Linked DNA regions of Ovis aries: region 1 is linked to region 2. The links are chromatin contacts, called in public Hi-C maps. All regions are on one chromosome and are shown on one strand. The core of a region is the stretch at or near the end of the contact, and the rest is flanking DNA. Distances in the headings are between cores, read along the strand shown. Region 1 has its middle 8.1 kb from the start of EPHB2. Region 2 overlaps EPHB2 (EPH receptor B2).

The links. Hi-C and Micro-C count contacts between places; a contact is called where the count stands out from the background.
Region 1: a contact with region 2 is called in a Hi-C map of liver, with 7 times the contacts expected there. The contact joins two enhancer-like sites. A contact is called at or near these places in 6 of 16 Hi-C or Micro-C datasets (blood, liver, mixed tissues and 2 more).

Annotation. Positions count from the first base shown.
Region 1 is chr2:243,858,797-243,861,496 of ARS-UI_Ramb_v3.0, reverse strand. No RefSeq gene overlaps it. Among named protein-coding and RNA genes, the nearest start is that of EPHB2, 8.1 kb to the right of the region's middle. Within about 2 kb of position 1,291, at least 4 of the 54 cell types and tissues checked have an H3K27ac peak or open chromatin away from gene starts, as enhancers often do.
Region 2 is chr2:243,667,170-243,669,869 of ARS-UI_Ramb_v3.0, reverse strand. All of the region lies in intron 6 of EPHB2 (EPH receptor B2), which reads left to right. Among named protein-coding and RNA genes, the nearest start is that of LACTBL1, 67 kb to the right of the region's middle. Within about 2 kb of position 1,444, at least 8 of the 54 cell types and tissues checked have an H3K27ac peak or open chromatin away from gene starts, as enhancers often do.

The DNA of each region.
Region 1 (2,700 bases), core at 42-2,541, 190 kb before region 2:
CACCAGGCCTCCCTGTCCATCACCAACTCCTGGAGTCCACCCAAACCCATCTCCATTGTGTTGGTGATGCCATCCAACCATTTCATCCTCTGTCATCCCCTTTTCCTCCTGCTCTCAATCATTCCCATCATCAGGGTCTTTTCAAATGAGTCAGCTCTCTGCATCAGGTGGCCAAAGTACTGGAGTTTCAGCTTCAACATCAGTCCCTCCAATAAACACCCAGGACTGATTTCCTTTAGGATGGACTGGTTGGATCTCCTTGCAGTCCAAGGGACTCTCAAGAGTCTTCTCTGATACCACAGTTCAAAAGCATCAATTCTTAGGCACTCAGCTTTCTTTATAGTCCAACTCTCACATCCATACATGACTACTGGAAAAACCATAGCCTTGACTAAACAGACTTTTGTTGGCAAAGTAATGTCTCTGCTTCTTAATATGCTGTCCATGTTGGTCATAACTTTCCTTCCAAGGAGGAAGCGTGTTTTAATTTCATGGCTGCAATCACCATCCGCAGTGATTTTGGAACCCAGAAAAATAAAATCAGCCACTGTTTCCACTGTTTCCCCATCTATTTCCCATGAAGTGATGAGACCGAATGCCATGATCTTAGTTTTCTGAATGTTGAGCTTTAAGCCAACTTTTTCACTCTCTTCTTTCACTTTCATCAAGAGGCTCTTTAGTTCTTTACTTTCTGCCATAAGAGATGCCTTAGATTCTGAATAATCACAGATCACGTTCAGGCCTTCTGAGGCTTTTGCTGGGTTCCATTAAGGCCTGATAACAGAGTAGATCTTCCTGTGTTTTGATTGCCAGGTGCGTCCTTCCAAAAACTCCTGAGTCCGTGTCTTATAGTCCAGAGAGTTGTCAGAGCTCCTGTGTCACCACCACTTGGAAGCCTGCCTGCTTGTCTTCGTCTTCCTTCCTCTTCATCCATCCATCCATCCATTTGGTCAATGCCTCCGAAATACCTCCTTGTGCCTGGTCCGATGTAAATACGAACCAGTTGTAGCGGGACTTCACTGTTTGTCCTAATGGGGCAAACTCTTACCCCAGAGTGCTCAGCTATGCTTATTCTATGACTTTTTCTTTTCATGGACAAGGGTCCTTAAAGAATGCCTTATCTTTCCGTGGGTTTCCCCAACCGCAGCATCCACCCCACTTTAAGCTTCTTTGGAAGGAGGCAGCTCTCCTGTGGCCTTTAGTGCCTCCACACCCAGCTTACCAACCCATCAACCCCACCCTGCTGCACCCCTGTTGCCAGGCACCTATCAAAACAGCTCTTTCAAACTCCGGGAGAGAGGCAAATTGGGAAACGGCCAGGCAGGTAAGCAGCCATAAAAACCCTGTGTACTCCCGGTGTGGTGCAGAGATCAAAGCCTCGTCTATCAGGCTCCAGAGTCAACTGTAACAACCTTTTACCTGGACATAACACTCCACAGTTTACAGAAGCGACTGCTATCTCCCGGCTCCTTTCAGCTCCCAACAGGGCCCCCTGCCACAAGGAACCTGAGAGTCAGGAAGTGACACAGCCGCTCACAGCCGGGCAGAACGTCAATGGCGGCATTGGGATTTGAACTTGGTTCTCCTAACATTTAATCCAATGTCGCCTCATATCTATAGTCTCTAAAGGGCTTTTATCTGGGGGTCAGGACCCCTGGCACCCAGCCCCACATTCATGAGGCTGTTAAGTGACAAAGTTAGCAAAGTCTCTTCCCCTCTTGGGTGCTGTTTCCCCCACAATAATATGGAGAGGGCTGCTAGGCTCATTAGACTCTTAGAAGGATCAAAGCAATCATGGGTGTGAACAGGCTGCGGAGACAGTCTGCTCACTGCAAGCCAGAGGCCGCCCCCAAACCTTCTAGGACCCTCAGCTAGGAGATGGATTATCCAGGCCCTCCCAGCTCCCAGGAAGAAGTGACTCTGGCTCTGGGTGGTAATTCCCATGGCTCACAGACACTGAGTAGCCTTTTACCGTGTGTTTCCAATACCAAGACATTTCTCCCTGCTGATGGGAGAGAGGTTTCGATTCACTAAAGCAAAGCACTTTTAGAGTACCCATGTGCCAGGCCCTCTGGGACTCCAAGGGGGACAGGATGCATTCTGCCCCAAAGGGGCTTCCTGTCAGGTGGCAAGCGTTTTGTGTGTGTCCTGTCCTTCTACATTTACAACAAACCTGTAAGGATTAGGACCATTTACACGGAAAAAAAAAACAAAACAAACAAAAAAAAACAACTGAGGCTCCAAGTGGTTGAGTATGTTCCCTGCTCAAGAGCACATAGGATATGAACACATACCTCCCTTTGCCCCAAAGCTCACAGTCTCTCCATCCCATGAGGCTATTTACAAGAATCCAAGATGAAGGCAATTGACACATATGCCATTAGCATGCTGGGGAGCTTTAGAGAGAGGGCTAGGTCTATAGCAGGATTGCTGGAGGAGGTGGTATGTGATGAGGTCTTTGGAAGGTGGGGAGAATGTGGTCCAGAGTGAAGCTGAGTATGAGAAGAATGCAGAGGTGGGAAACTGGAGGGAGCTCCTAGGGTCTCGGGCTTCCTAGCTGGCTCAGTGGTAAAGAGCCTGCAGGAGATGAAAGAGATATGGGTTCAATCCCTGGGTTGGGAAGACCCCTTGGAGTAAGAAACGGCAACAAACTCCAGTATTCTTGCCTGGAAAATTCCATGGATAGAAGAGCCTGCTGGG
Region 2 (2,700 bases), core at 195-2,694:
ATCTAGATTCCAGCTTGTGCTTCTTCCAGCCCAGCATTTCTCATGATGTACTCTGCATAGAAGTTAAATAAGCAGGGTGACAATATACAGCCTTGACATACTCCTTTTCCTACTTGGAACCAGTCCAAGTTGTTCCATGTCCAGTTCTAACTGAGTTGTGGATGTGACTGGAGATGGAAGACTTCACAGCCCAGGGGAAAAGACAGGTTCAGACACAGCTATTAGACAAGATGTGATACAAGCCATAGAAAAGCCAGCAAAGTTTTCAGGGAGACACCAAGGAAATGCTTATAATTCTGGCTTGGATGAGAGGAAGTCTTCATTTAAGTGACAGTTGAACAGAACCTTGAAAGATGCTAGGAGTTCAGACAGAGAAGTGATGAGGGAGGGATTTTTCTGGGCAGCAAGAAAGGCCTGTGCAAAGGCCCCAGGGCAGGAATGTGCTAGCAGCACTCAGCGAACAAAGAAGAGAGTGGAAGAGCCAGGGCCACAAGGGAGAGAGCAGTAGGGGAGGAGCTTGGGAAGGGAGGCGGGTCGGGTTGTGGTGGGTCTTCCAGGCCTTTAGGGTCTGGATTCAATTTGATAGAGTCTGATAGGAAGCCATCAGGAGATTTGGGAATGATGTGATCTGATTCATATCGCTTTAAAGATTCCTATAACTTGCCACGTGGAGAATAGACTGCAAGGGGGTCCCAGGGACACAGGTAGACCCAACACGGGGCTCTCATGGGATGCCAAGTGGGAGATGAGCATGGTGTGGAGTTGGAGGGCTGGCAGCAGAGATGTGAGGAGCTGACCGATCCAACCAGTATTTCGGACCTCAGAGGACCAGGGAAGCGTGAAGGAGGACTCCTGGTGGACGGTGGAGCCTTTTCCTCGGGACAGATGCAGGCCTTGTGATCTGCAGGTATAGGTTCGGTACTTATGTGCGCTTAGTCGCTCAGTCGTGTCTGACCCTTTACGACCCCATGGACTGTAGCCCACCAGGCTCCTCTGTCCATGGGATTCTCCAGGCAAGAACACTGGAGCGGGTTGCCATTTCCTCCTCCAGGGATCTTCCCAACCCAGGGGTTGACCCCGCATCTCTTGTGTCTCCTGCGCTGGCAGGAGAATTCTTTGCCAGGGGTAGGGAGGTGTAGTCAAGAACAGACAAGTGTGCAGGCAAGTGGGCAGAGGACACACGGAAGTGAAAGGTTAGGATCCAAGAGAATGGCAAGGTTTAAGGAGAGGAAAAAAAGTTGTAGCTGAACGTCTCAGAGGAGACACCAGCAGAGGGCTGGGAGGAGAGTCAAGAGCGGTTTCTGCCCCTGGGCCCTCGGGTAGGGCTGTGACATCCCCGCACCACCTCTGCCTTCCCGAATCAGCCCCACTGGGGAGGCGCGCCAGGCTGCTGGCGGGAGTGGGGGGATTATTTCTAGGTAAGCCGGCTCTCACCAGCTCTGCAGTCCTCCTGGTGCCTGCCATCGATTTCTTTAATGAGGGCTCCAGATCCTCCCAGGTAGGGGAGTCCAAACCGAGCCCTGCCGTTCCGTGTGGGCCCCACCCCCCAGCCCTCCCCCTCCTCCCCGCCTTCTTCAGAAAGGGCTCTTTTGGAGCGGGTTCTGGCTTGGCCTTTCCCCGGCTCCACGGGGATTTCCCAGCCTGCCCGGAGCCCGGAGCTGACAACCGCTTCGCAGGGAGGCTTCTGGATGCCGCTGACGAATGGCGAATGGCGTTAGCCAGACCGGGGCGGGCCGCTCCCATTGGCTCCGGCGTCCCAGGGGAGGTGGCCTCCTTTGGCAGCTGCCCCGGAGCACACAGGTTCACACTCCCCTCGGCTCCCCGCAAGGGCTCAAGACGAGTCCTTTGTGAGGCGCATGGGCCCGCGTAGGCCACATCAATTTATGTGTTTATTCAACAGAAACTTCTACTTGGCAGAAGTGGAAGGGAAGGATACTCCAGAGAGAGGCAGCAAAGGTGGGGAGAGCAGGGGTGAACTATGAAAGGCCAGGCTGCACTCAGGTTGTTGCCGAGTGTACGTGGAGCAGTAGCGACACGGAGATGCCTGTTCACTCACTCGCTCTCGCATGCATTCATTTAATGAACATTGGTGAAGGCTTATTCTATCACGTGTTGATGATAACCACGATGGCGGTAGCCCCCGTTTACTCTTTTGTGTGTTAGCGATTGTTGTTCAGTTGCCAAGTTGTGGCCAACTCTTTCCGACCCCGTGGACTACAGCGTGCCAGGCTTCTCTGTCCCAAGTTCATGGCCGATGAATCAGTGATGTCATCCAACCGTCTCATCCTCTGTCACCCTCTTCTCCTCCTGCCCTCAATCTTTCCCAGCAATCAGGGTCTTTTCCAATGAGTCGGTTCTTTGCATCCGGTGGGCAAAGTATTGGAACTTCAGCTTCAGCATCAGTCCTTCCAATGAGTATTCAGGGTTGATTTCCTTTAAGATTGACTGTTTTGATCTCCTTTCTGTCCAAGTGACTCTCAAGGGTCTTCTCCAGCACCACAGTTAGAAAGCATCAATTCTTCGGCACTCTGCAGTCTTTATGATCTAACTCTCGCATCCGTACATGACTACCGGAAAGACCATAGGCTTGTCTATGCCAAAAGCTTTGCCCGGTTCTTCCTATTAAACTTCCACAGCCACTCTGTATAGTATATAGTGGTGTGATTCCACTTTAGAGATGAGAACACTGAGACTGAGAGG